Linked DNA regions of Cricetulus griseus: region 2 is linked to region 1. A link is a contact called in public Hi-C data. All regions are on one chromosome and are shown on one strand. Each heading gives the region's core, a stretch centred on a gene start, on an enhancer-like site or on the middle of the called end of the contact. The rest is flanking DNA. Distances are from core to core; before and after follow the strand shown. Region 1 has its middle 88 kb from the start of Usp12. Region 2 holds the start of Rasl11a (ras-like protein family member 11A).

Region 1 (6,567 bases), core at 1,591-4,090:
CTAACAGTCTCCCTTTCATCTTCACTGAGAACTGTTGAGGTTCTAACAGCCCAGGCAATTGGTGACCCCACATCTGGCTCTTGGACAAGGGTCACGTGCTTGAGGTATATCCGTCTTCACCACACAGTCTATTTTTGCAGTCAGTGCACTTACCAACCACACTGGGATCTTCCCCTAAAACACAGATGAGGTGGTGCTGGCTGAGGGGGTCAGGCCACACTCCATCACGACCCCACCTGCCTTCCGCAGCCTTAGCCTCTTTTTGCTGCCATGCCTTCCTTACCAGACAAAATCCTTGGTTCTGTGGCTGCCATCACGGAGATGTGACAATTAGAGAGTGTGCACACTGCTTCCTTCGGGCCCAGCCACAGCACACATACTTAGTACACTCAGAGAGTGATGATAACAAAGACATACCGCCAGTCACAGGCCCCTGCTTCATATTGTGGAAGTCGCCTGAAATAAAACAGCATCAGAAAAACACAATGAAATAGGAATTGGTGTGTGAACTTCAGGAAGTAACAGTAAGATATGCATGCCTGGAGTTGGTCAGCTCACGGTTAAAACAGGAGCTCACAGCAGAGGCTGGAATTTGTTGAAATCCTTGTCCTGAATACAATCCTTGGAGCAGGAGACCTAAGAGGGAACGGGGTGTCTGGCTTTGGTGGCCAGGGATATTGCAGACAATCGAATTCAGAACTGCCAAGTTTGGAGAGACCCTGCATCCAGGGAACCTTGAACTGTCAGTGTGCATGACTTTAACTTATATTTTCATAGATACACAATGGCCGTGATTTTACCCTCTTAGCTGTCTATGTTTAAGTCTCAAGAGCATCATATATCAAACTGTTGTTTGTTTCTAACGTAGCAGCTCTTTTCTGTGGGAGGGAAAGGGGGGAACTGCAGGGTGAGCTGTGGGGGAAGGCAAGAACAAAGAGTCTAATTCCTGCCAGTGATCTTAGATAAAAGTCCTATCAATGATCTTAGATAAAAGGCTAAAGTAACAGTTGAAGCACGGTCAGGTTCTGGAGTGGCGTGGAGATCTGCATCCTTCCACCCCAGCCATACTTACTCCTTACACTCCTCCTGCCTTTTGGCTCAGAGAGAGTCTATTTATCCTCAGCCAGGCTGGATGCTCCGTGGAGAATGACTGGTCTTAACCTGCCACCTACTGGCCAATTTTGCAGTTGCATGCTGTTGCGAGTTGGCATCAGAATTTATGGATCCATGGTCTTTAAAGTAAAACAAAACAATAAAAACCCCGTTAGTCCCCATTCTCAGATCTGGCCACCCTTCCTGAACCTTCACTGGCCTTCTCTGGCACTCTGACATTGACACTGAATTGTCCCTCAGTGCTGTGAGCTGCCGCTGACTTTCACGCTCATCTCTCGGCCACTATCCAGTCCTGGCACTCCATCTGTTGGAATGACTTCAGACTTAAACATAGCCATTTATTTTTGACCCTAGAGCCAACTTGGTTTCTCGCCAAGGATTAAATTCACTCAAGGAAGGCATTTCTAAACAGGTTTCCCAGAACCTACTACAACTGCCAACATTCTTGAGCCTCATATAAAAAGACGATGTCCCCACTTTGTGTATTGAGCAGATACACAAACATTTCAAAGACAGTATGATTAAAAAGCCAAGACATAAATGTGGTCTGTGAATCCATTTATTCAAAATGTAAAAGCAGATACCACAAATCTACGGCGCTAGAAGTTCAAACCATACTTCTGGTGGGGTGAGAGGCCAAGGGGCCTTAGTTTGGAAGGGGCATGAGGCACCAGGGGACAGGAAATGCTTTTGTCAATGGTCATCTGGCTGCTGTATACACGGACATGTACACGTGTGTGACATCTTGCTAGCATGTGTGAACCTTACCATCCAGATCATACCAAAGTCTTTTTAAAGAAATAAAAAGTCTCTTTAGTTACTGAATGATATCACCACCTGGCCGTCTGCTGGAAGTGTGGTACAAAGCCCCTGGGACGGACCTTAGGGACTCAATGAGCCCTTGGGCCTGTGTCAGTGGGAGCAGCTATCCACACATCTCAATTTAAAAATTAATTGCAGAGACTGGAGAGATTGCTCAGTGGTTAGAGCACTGGCTGCTCTTGCAGAGGACACAGGTTCAGTTCCCGGCACCGACATGGCAGCTCAGAACTATAACTACAGTTCCAGGGGATCTGTACTCTCACACTGACAAATATGCACATAAAAAATGAATCACATTTGGTTTTCTCATAGTCATCTTTCTTTAAAACAGCAACAATCAGGGCTAGAGAGAGGGCTCAGTAGTTAGAAGTCCTGGCTGCTCTTGCAGAAGATCTGGGTTTGGTTCCAGCTCCCATATGGTGACAGGCAACCATTGGAAACTCCAGCACCAGGGGATCTGATGCCCTCTTCTGGATTCCTCTGCTACTGTGTGCACGTGGTAAACATGCATGCATGTAGGCAAACACTGATACACATAAAAAATAAAGAAATCATTTAAAAATGACAACAATCTCTACCTCGGCTGGCATGTGTCCCCTCTTCTGGTTTGGGGGGTGTTATCTCTGCCTCAGTGCCCTTCAGATTCTTTGAAAGGTTCTCACTACCCCTTGACTCTCACTCAGTAGGAGTGGGGCTTGTCAGACCCTGTGCTATTCCAAATGACCCAGGAATTAGCTTTGGGTTGACTGCAGATGACTGAGCTCTGAGAAAGCTGGCTCCAGGAATTTTCAGTTCTCAGACATCCACTTTCCAGGAAGCGGAAGGCCTTGCATCTGTTCCAGGGCTAAGCTGGCTTGAGGGCCACACAGGCTAAGTTGGGTAAGGAGGATACTGATTACAAAGCCATTTGTAACCCGTGGTTGGGTAATATAACCATCCCTTCGTCGGCGTGCTGGCCACAGTACTCTGCCAGGGCAGGAGTTATGGGTTTTTTATTGGTGCTGCAAGGGTGACATTCAAGCAGCCTTAGCGCTTAGTCACTCTGGTTATCAGTGAACTGTAATGTTTCAAACTGCCGGGGATGGTCAGAGATAAACTTGGGCCAGCTGCAGACTGAGTGGCGCCTGTTACTGCCTTCATGTGTGTTGTGAATTCTTTTTCTTTTACATCTCTTTTCTTCTTTCTCTACCACCAACTCCTCCTCATTCCCTTTAATAAGCTGTAAGATGACACATCACTTTTTTGACCTGGAAATATGCATGCAGGGTACAGGTTGAAAAAAAACTCAAATCTAAAGGTGAGAGACTCCTATCGACAGCTATTTTTCTCTTTGCTTTTTACTTCTCTGTAGTTGAGGAGATATTGCTGCGCAGTCTTTGACCTAGGTCAAATGTGTTTGGGGACAGAATCGACAAAAATCCAAAAAGGGCAGTCCGTCCAGGGCTGGAAGGGGGCACACATCCCTCAAGAACAAAATAGGAAAGGTGTTTGCAGTCACATCAGTTGCAGGAACAGAGCTTGGCATCTGACCTCAGAGTGAAAGGCAAGAATTATGTCCAAATAAAATGAGCCTTGGAATCCTTTAAGTGTCCCATGAGGTACACCAAAGCAGTTCTGGGGTAAGAGCTCTGTAGAACATTTCTCTGTACATGTCAGTTTGAACTCTATGGAAGGGCTTCTGGATTCTTGCTGATGCTTCCAGTATGCTTCTGATTGCATCCACACCCGATGCATGCCTTTAACTACAGCACTTGAGAGGCAGAGGCAGGAGGATCTCTTTGAGTTTGGGGACATCCTGGTCTACGCAGTGAGTTCCAGACCAGCTAGGGCTACACAGTGAGACTTCCAAAGTCTTCCCGTTGGCCTGCAGGGTCCCTTATTTAATCTAAGAGTCACCTTCTCTCACGGCACACATAGTAGCGAGTGCATTTAGTTGTAAGGAGAGAAAAAAAATCCCCTCTGCACACTTAAAAACACATGTGTGGTGACTGCAAAGGGGAAAGACTGACTCCAAGTAGGTCTTTGAACACAGGCTACTGAGAAGATCTTTAGAAACTTTAAAACATTGATGCTATTACCAGGGCTTATGGGACTGCTGTAGACAGCATCCTTTTTTTCCTTGTCTTTCCCAAAGAGTACCTTTAAAAACCCCTGTTGCACCCCACCAATGCCAGGCAGAGTCTGAGTAGCTCCCATGGTATGCAGCCATCCAGCCAGCCTGGATATTGCTAAGGTTCTGGCTGGTGTGGCCCATCCATCCCCACTCTCTACCCCAGCAGCATCAGGCCATTTCCTGGTGGTATTTTTCACTCTTTTGGGACCTACTGCAAGACTAGATTCCACAGCTATCTTCCATGCGCTGAGCAAGCTCTCAGTACTGGGAAACTTTTAGGCTCTGCCATTTTATTTAAGATGGTGGAAAGAAGCAACTTTGACAGCTGGGGACTGGGGCGATGGCTCAGTCAGTAAAGTTTGCTGCACAAGTGTGAGGACCTGAGTTCAAGCCCCAGCAGAGGTTCAGTAAGAGGGAAAGATACTACACATTTACCTCTTGCCTCCACAAACTTGTGCATGCACGCACGCACACACAAACACACACACACACCAAACAAAAACAACTGTGGAAGAGGCCGCCACAAGATGCCAATGGTTAAGTTGAAGACTTGAGAAAATGCTTTTCATAAAAACAAGCAGACGGCCGGGCATTGATGGCACATGCCTTTAATCCTAGCACTTGGGAGGCAGAGGCAGGCTGATCTCTGTGAGTTCAAGGCCAGCCTGGTTTACAAGACCAGGACAGGCTTCAAAGCTACACAGAGAAACCTTGTCTTGAAAAACCAAAATAAATAAATAAATAAATACAATCAGACAAACCATGGAAAATCCAGTCTATACATTGCCAGAGCAAGGCTGCTCATTGCCCTGCCAGCTGTGCCTGTGACATGGTACCCACTGGCTCCAAAGGTCCCCTTGCCACCCTCTCAGGCACAGGAAAAGAATACCTTGGGATAGATGGTTGTATTGATGTTTATCTTTATTATTTATTTACTTTTTTTTTTTTTTAAGACAGGGTCTCTCTACATAGTCCTGGCTGTACTAGAACTGGTATGTAGACCAGGCTGGCCTTGAACTCATGGTGATCTGCCTGCCTCTGCCTCTTGAGTGCTGAGATTAAAGGCGTGTGCCGCTATGCTTTTTACTCTGATTTAGCAGCTTTGAGAGGCGAGAAGCACACTCAACCAAGTCACTTTTCTTCCAGGCTTTTATCTTGCTCAGTTTCATTCCCATCTTTGGGTTTCAGAACCTAAAGCCCCACCCCCACCCCCCTTTGAACACATCTGTCTGTCTGTCTATTTATTTATTGAGACTGGCTCTCTCAGTGAGAAAGCTCTGCCTGGTCTGACACTGGCTATGTGGACCAGGCTGGACTCGAACTTACAGAGATCCAGCTGCCTCTGCCTCCTGAGTACTGTACTAAGGGCATGTGCCACTATACTGTTTGGCTGAACAAAATGTAAGCAAGTTGAATGAAGACAAGATCTTCTCAGAAAATAAAGTATCTCATAAGTTGCACAGCACTGTGGCTGCCAAGTTTGCCATTTTTGTCACTGGAATGCCTTCCTAGAAAGGACTCTGTGTGACTCCACATGTTGGGATTGAGTAGAGAGAATAGTTAAAACTGTGGTAGACCCCAACCTGACAGCATCTGCAAATGCATTGAGGATGAGGAGGAATGGACTATTGAGTTCAGGCTCTTGTTTTCCTTGTGGACATAGAGCTGAAGCCAACCCTGTAGAGGCAGCAGATACTCACAGTTTTCATTCAGGAAATTCAAGTGTGTACAATTGTGTTCAAATCTGGTCCCGTGCCTACACAAGCATTTCTCCTGGTCCTGTACATATGAGGCTTGGGTTCTTTCCTAGAACGCCAAGGACGCCTCTGAACTGAGAAATCATCTAACAATGGGTTGGAGGGGGGCGCAGTGGTGACTGCTGACTGCCTTGGCTGTTTTCTCCACCCACCCAGTAAACCAAAGGCTAAAAGGTGATGGCTCGTGGGGCAGTACTAAAGGATAAAACAGCGTGTCAAATGAAATAGACACCAAGGTAACGAAACACTGTGTCAAATGAAACAGACACTAAGGTAAAAGTAAAAGTTGCCTGTTGTCTCGCCCTTAGGCAATAACCAGGCTCACATCTTCGGCACTTACCCTCCTCCCAGCCCCTGTGTACACACTTTTACGTTTTGATGGCCAGCAAAGAACCAGAGAGAGAAGACAGCCCACTCCATTCAGAAAGGCAATTTAACTGACTATAGCAGGGCTACAAATTTTAATGCTTGCAAGCGTCACCCTGTGGAGCTTGTAAAAACACATTCCCAACCCTGACTCAGGAATTCTGCATTCCACAGATGCTGAGACCTGCAGGAGTCTGCTGCATTCATATCAGAAGTGCACACATCATATCCCAGGCTGGCTTCCAGCATTCTTAAGGATGCCAGCTCCCTGGGCAGGCCATGCTGTTGCATGGACCCCATGGGGGCCCTCACTGAGGCAGGAGGAGGGAAAGGGTGCTCTAGGTTATTGCAAGAAGCAGGCAAACCTTCTGAGGTCGTGGCTTTCCAGGAAGCTAC
Region 2 (6,567 bases), core at 2,412-4,911, 140 kb before region 1:
GTGCTTCAATACCCACACCTCCCTCCTATTTTGTCTTCGTGTCCATAGTGGTCCACAAGCCAGCGTCTTCCTAAAGGGCACACAGGAAAAGATATGCCTCAGAGGCTGGGGTGAAGCTCAGTGCTAGAGTGTAAGGCCCTGGGTTCAATCCCCAAGACCCAAGATACATCTCAAATATCAGTTATACTCTGCTTTACCAGAGGCTTCTACCCTGATGGTGAAGGAAGACCGCAACAACTTTGGTCCTTGTTCACCAGGAAGTCAATGCCCCTTATCCATGGATTGTGTTCACTGTGAAATAACTCCCCATCTGCATCTTTGGTTCATGAATCATACTTTGATGATCTTATTTCCATATACGGCCGAGGGTCTGGGATGCAGGAAGGGAAGGAGGAAGGAGGCCACTCCTGGATAGCAAAGCTCACTTACTGACATAAAGGATCCTGACAAAGGGGATTGTCTTCCCTCTTTGGACGTGCTGGGGAATCAAACCATGGACCTTGAGCACAGCAAGCATGCATTTTATCACTGAGCTCCATCCCAGGACACTAGTTTTATATCGGGGTTTCCACACGTGGCTCAGGGGGGTCTGACACTTATGCTTCTGGATAGGATCATGGGCATGTGCCAGCATCTAGCTGGGCTTTTGTTTTCCAAAATATTCTGTAGAGCGGCTACACTCTCATTTGTACAAATAAGTAAATAATAATGACAGATCATTGCATTTTAGCATCAGTTCCCAACATACCACTGGGCTGGAAAACCAGTGTCAACTTCCTGACTATGAAGAACTGCCCTAATTAAGGCCATCCTGTAGCTATGCAAACCCCTTTCCCTCCTCTGCATACTTCTCTCTCCCAGAGCTGACTCCCTCTTTCTGCATGACCCCCTCCCTACTTCAAGACGCCAATCAGAGTTCAGACTCAAGGCCAAGCACTGAGCACTTCTGGGCTCTCGTGCAAGCAAGATTTCTATAAAAAGACATTCAGAAAACAATGAATAGTATTGCCATTTTGCCTTTAATGGAAAAGTGGCTAACAGTTACAGTAAAAAAAAAAAAAAATCCAACATCTAGTCAATCATTGTCTGAATTTTCAGAAATACACATACACTTGAAAGCCAATAAAGTCATTATAAAAATAAACTCTCGATATGTTTTAAAGGGGACAGGCCCAGTCTTTGTGGCTGCACAAATGCTTAGTAATAATAATAATAGTAATAACAAAAGTCACCAGTCTGTCTGAGATGGGTCACCCCAGGGCAGAGGGGGCTTTTACTTTGGAGGACAGAGCCTGCCTGAAGCGCCTCTTCAGGTCCTGCATGTTCGGGGAGCGAGGCCGGGGGATGATGGAGGCCCTCCTCCGCTCCCCACTGAGGCTGTGCAGCTTGCTCACTTCTTTACAGAGATGTTGAAACACATCACAGACGTCTTCGTAGTTTTCACTAGTGGAAATTTCAAGGAAGACACTGCCCAGCTCATTGGCTAGCTGAAGACCTTCATGTGTCTGCACCTGCCGGGCATGCAAGAGGTCTCCTTTGTTGCCCACGATGATGACAGGGGCTTTTCCATCAGGGTGGACCTTCCGGATCTGCTGGTAAAGTGGCCGAACGGACTGGTAGCTCTCATAGTCTGTGATGGAATAGACCAGCAGAAAGCCCTCGGCCCACTGCACGCACTTGGACAGAGAGTCCACCGTTTGGCTGAGGTTATCTTGGGCCTGAGGAAAACCAAAATGGGACCTGGTCAAAGAAGCTCAGACATGATTCTGCAGTAACCCTTGGAGGAACACTGACTGGATGGAGATGTCAATAAATGTGATTGTCAGGCTCTACCTCGATTCTGTAAGAGGCTTTGGACAGAGAAAGCCTCAGACCAATGCTTACCCTGGATTCCTTTCTGAGCTAGTATGGATGTACACTTCTAACCCCCAGCTCCACAGGCAGCTTTCAGTGAACTCTGACGACTCAAGGATAATTACAGCCCAGAGTGGCTTAGTTTTCAGGGAACTAATTCATAACAAACAAAACTCTGGAAATAAGCCAACATAAATATCTATTCCCAAGCCCATAAAAAATATTTTTAGCAGTCAACTTCTTGAGAATGTTACAAAAACGAATTCCTTTCTCTGCACTCTTCCACAGGACCTTTCCTCCCTAGAAGGGCTAAGCAATTAGTAAGTTGCATTCCATACTGATGGCCAAGAGGTTATCTGATTGCAATTACTGGCTTGGAGAAACAAACAGCCCCTAACATTTTTGGCAGCCTTGGCCAGGAAGCAGGCCCTCACCCTCCAGAATCCCACCTACTGCTTGCTTCTTTAATGTGGTTCTGGGTATTGAACCCTGGACCTGCCGGAGTGAGCGTTTACTACTAAGCTACATCCCCAGCACTGCCCCCCACCCCTCGGCCAGGTGTTGTTAATTTGTTCCTGGATGTTCTCTTAAAGTGTTGTTACCTGCCTAAGCAGCCCAGGCCTTGATGGTCAGCCAGGGCTGCAAAAGAAGCTACTGCTGAAGGGGTGGGGAGTGGGGGGTGGGGAGTTGTGGGATGGCTCAGCCTGCAATCTCCACACTTGGAAGGCTGAGGCATCAAGGATTATAGTAAATCCAAGTCAGGCCTGAACTACAAAGCAAGTGATAGGCCAGTCAGGAGGCCATAGCAAGGCACAATCTTTAAAACAATTAATTAATTAAAAGTAGTGTTTTAAAAAAGAGCAAACTAGTTCTAACCAACCATTCCCTTCCCCCTTGGAGGGCATCCAACATCGCAACCCTCAGTTCACCCGTGACAGACAGCCCACGCCTACATTTAAATTCGTATTAGACAAGCCGAGGCATCTCACCGCACACCCTCCTCACAGTCAGTCCTTACCTGGATGCCTCCCGGAGTGTCCTGGATCTGCAGTGATAGCTGGTCCCCCTCCACATAGACGAGTCTCGAATACAGTTTGCCTGCACAGCGAAGAGGAGTTTGCATTTGAGTTCTCACGCTCTGGTCAGCAAAGGAAAGAGGGAGCAAGGGAGGGGAGGGAGGACAAACAGACTGAAGCACAAAAGGCAAGGAGCAGGAAGCCAGTCTAACTAACCTGTGTTGGGTTCGTAGTCGCCGATAAATCTCTTTGTTAAGAAGCGCACAATCATTGCTGAAAAATGAAGTAGGAAAATCAATTGAAGAACTGGGTCAAAGTGGTCGCCCCCACGGGAAGAGCGCGCGTTTCCCCAGGTTCCCGGGATAAAGTGGCTCCCCCGTGGGATGTGACGGTTGAGACTGGAGCGACCCTCAACAGCCGCCAACCCCATCCAGAGCTCAGGAGTGGACTGGCAGAGAAATCAGGAGGGGGGCTTCCTGTATCCCTGTAACCCTGCGGGCGGGGACCCCTGCTGTCGCCGAGCGGCGCGATCCCTTGCCCCACTCACCGCTTTTGCCCACACGACCCGCGCCTAGCACCGCCAGTTTGATGTCCTTGGGCAGGAGGTAGTCGGAGGAGGACTCGGGAATGGGAGCCAGCAGAAAGTGCCCAGACATGGTTGGCGGACGCATGGGCACGTCCCGCGACCGCGCTGCAGGATAGCTGGCTGGACACAAGGCGGGATGCGGCCGGGCCAGCGGAGTTGTCCCCAGCTCACGGTTTTTAAAGAGCTCGGGGAGCCCGGTAGGCGCCTTTAGCACCTCCTATTCCCCGCCCCTTCCTGGAGTGGTGGGAGCAGTGTGAGCGCAGGGAACTGTCACCAGCGGGCGTGCGCACCGCCAGGCCGCCTGACGCGCTCTGCTCACCCAGTTGCGCGGGTCCCAAGCCAGTGGAGCCCAAGAGAGCTCAAATTGTGCCTGCCGGGTCCTGATAGTACCCGCAGCGGCCAGCATGGGCCACTAGCCTGGAGCGTGAACATTAGAGAGCAGCTGGGCCACCAGAAGAGCAAAAGCTGCAACTGGATGGATGTTTCTGGGACAATGGGAAGAAGAAATCCAATATTTGACAGAGTGCTGATGGGAACCCTGAAGTCGAGCTTCAGCACCCTGTAAACTGGGTGTGGTGGTACACCCAGTGGAGACAGGAGGGGCAGAATGTTCAAGGTCATCTTTGGCTACATAGAGGGTTTGAGTTAAAGGCCAGTTTGGACTACATAAGACTGTCTCAAATGTACATATATAAATAAATAAGTAAATAATAATAAAAAAGTAAAGGGGTACTGAGGGGTGACATCACCTTGGAAAAGGGTAGGGCCGGGGGAAGGGCCCTAATTTACTAATTTAGTATGAACCAAGGTAATTGCTGACACTTACTTGAGAACTCCCGTAGGGGGCAGTCGTTTCCCACAGCTCAGCATCCAAACCCAGGCAGCCCCTTTCCTGCTGTTGCAGGGTGAAGTGACTCACTCAAACTCAGGGAGCTTGCTTCTGGCCTGATTCCCCACAGTAAATACCACCATGTGCGCTTGGCTCCTGGATCTACTTCACTGTTCAAACATTTCCTAGTAGGTAGGTATGTGATGAAATTTAGAATAGGGGGTGTGAGTAGGAGGAAGCAGGCACAGAAGATAAATATGGCTGGTTCTTGGATCCCACCATAACCAGGCAGAAAGAAGCCTTGCAGTCTCTATAGTTGAGTCCCATCTGCCCAGCTGTCTACTAGACAGCCCCTCCCTTACTCATTGCCTTCCTCTATCCCAGTTTTATGTGTTAGCTTGCACAGCATGACAAACCACACAGCTTACAGTACGACATTCATGGCTGTTCTTAGGACAGGTTTTGAAAGCCTGTTGAGCTCTCTGAGGCTATAGCTGAGAATTTACAAGCCCCAGGGTAATAATGACAGGCTGGATTGCTCCACCAAACTCACTCAGGTCTGGCAGCTAACTGCCGGCTCATCCAGGAGGTTGGCAAGGCTTGTCCTCGGAGTGGCTGAGCACTGTTCCAAGACAGTGAGTGGAAGTGGGCAAGGCCTCTGGAGGCTGAGTGGCACTAATGCAGAACTCATCATGGCTGGTGCATTCTGTAACCAGTACAAACCAAGAGGCCAGCATGAATTTAAGATGGGGATGACCTGTCCCACCCCTTTAAGGACAGAGCAGCAAGCGGTAGTGGAAGGGGCTAGCATATAGGAAGTGACAGAGAATGGGGTCATTTTGCTGTTGAAAATGCTAATGGATGTGCTGTACACAGCAAGTCACCCAAGCCAGGTCCTGTGACCTCTCCTGACCACTTCCTTCGAATCACTGGTCAATCACTCACTCCCAGGATTTCTTCTGCTCACATTTCTGGCTGTCTCCCTGCTTGCTTCACCCCTTCTTTCTCAACTAAAGAATACGGAATGCTCCTCATCAGCTAGAATAGATGGCATCTCTGCTTACTTGCCCCTTTATTGAGGACACAGTGGAGTTACTGCCGGCATTGCTACCTCCATCTTAGCCTCTCAGGACCCCTTGGCAGACAGTCTCAATCTCTACTGTCATTACAACTGGAATATTTGTTTGCTGTCTGTTTCCACAGGGAATGAGTCCTGCCATAAACCCTTTTCCCCAGCAAGTGTGGATACCTAAAGGGGCAAGAAGCCCTCCAAAAAATACACACATGCACACAGACATGCACACACACCACAGAGGCATGCACACACACCACAGGCATGCACACACACCACAGGCACACGCGCGCACACACACACACACACACAATTTGGCTGACTTTTTGAATGACTAGAATAGGTGTTGACTCCACTGTATGAAATGAATAGCCAAAAGTCCTGATTACATCTGTTGTTCTGATGCTGTTGGAAAAAGATGTTCTGAGAGATGCCTGCGATGAACTGCATTAGTTAACTGGTACTGATTTTAATCTTTTCCCCTAGCTTTCAGTTTAATTGGAGAGACTGAAGCAGGGCTTTCCTCCCTACATGGAGGAAAAGCCTGGGCACCAGGATACAAGACTGGTTTAAGGAGCTGCTGAGGAAGTGCTGTTCTCCGGAGCCTGTTGAGAGGCTTTGTGGTGCTGGGCTGATGCTTCTTGGAGTCTCTTGGCCTCTCCCTGATGGAGACAGATGATTTCTGTAGCATCAAGTCTTCATCCAGATAGAGAGGGAGGGGAGGACTACTTGCTTTGCCTCTTTAACTATGAAATTAAACAGTTCTTGGGGTGGGGACATAGCTCAGTGGCAGAGTATTTGCCTAGTATACCCCAGGACTTGGGTTCTATCTTTAGCTCAGCATATCGCATTCAGGAAATAAGGGCAGGAGGATCATAAATTCAAGGCTATCCTTGACTACATAGTAAGTTAGAGGCCATCCTGGGCTACATGAGACCCCATCTAAAAGAAAAAACTGCCTGGTGGTAGCGTATGCCTTCAATCTCATTGCTTGGGAGGCAGAGGCAGGCAGATGTCTGTGAGTTCAAGGCCAGCCTGGTACACAGAGTGAGTTCCAGGACAGCCAGGGCTACACAGAGAAATCCTGTACCGAAAACAAAAAACAAACAAAAAACCTATCCATTACATCTTAATAGCAAGAGAAGTTAAAACAAAAGGAGAGCAATGTTCTAAACCGCTGGCAAAGAAGGTTGGGATGGCCATGACAGCT

The links. A called contact is a pair of places that touch in the nucleus more often than the background predicts.
Region 2: a contact with region 1 is called in a Hi-C map of fibroblasts, with 4 times the contacts expected there. The contact joins the promoter of Rasl11a here to the enhancer-like site in region 1. A contact is called at or near these places in 4 of 8 Hi-C or Micro-C datasets (the CHL-YN cell line, the CHO-K1 cell line and fibroblasts).

What each region holds. Positions count from the first base shown.
Region 1 is chr4:82,542,509-82,549,075 of CriGri-PICRH-1.0, reverse strand. No RefSeq gene overlaps it. Among named protein-coding and RNA genes, the nearest start is that of Usp12, 88 kb to the left of the region's middle. Within about 2 kb of position 2,840, at least 1 of the 6 cell types and tissues checked has open chromatin away from gene starts, as enhancers often do. A contact at or near this core is called in fibroblasts, where this site is marked.
Region 2 is chr4:82,678,892-82,685,458 of CriGri-PICRH-1.0, reverse strand. It overlaps Rasl11a (ras-like protein family member 11A), which reads right to left and starts at 3,661. Exons shown (of 4, transcript XM_027413680.2): 1 at 3,418-3,661; 2 at 3,087-3,143; 3 at 2,873-2,952; 4 at 1,001-1,718. The coding sequence starts at 3,541. The coding sequence ends at 1,251.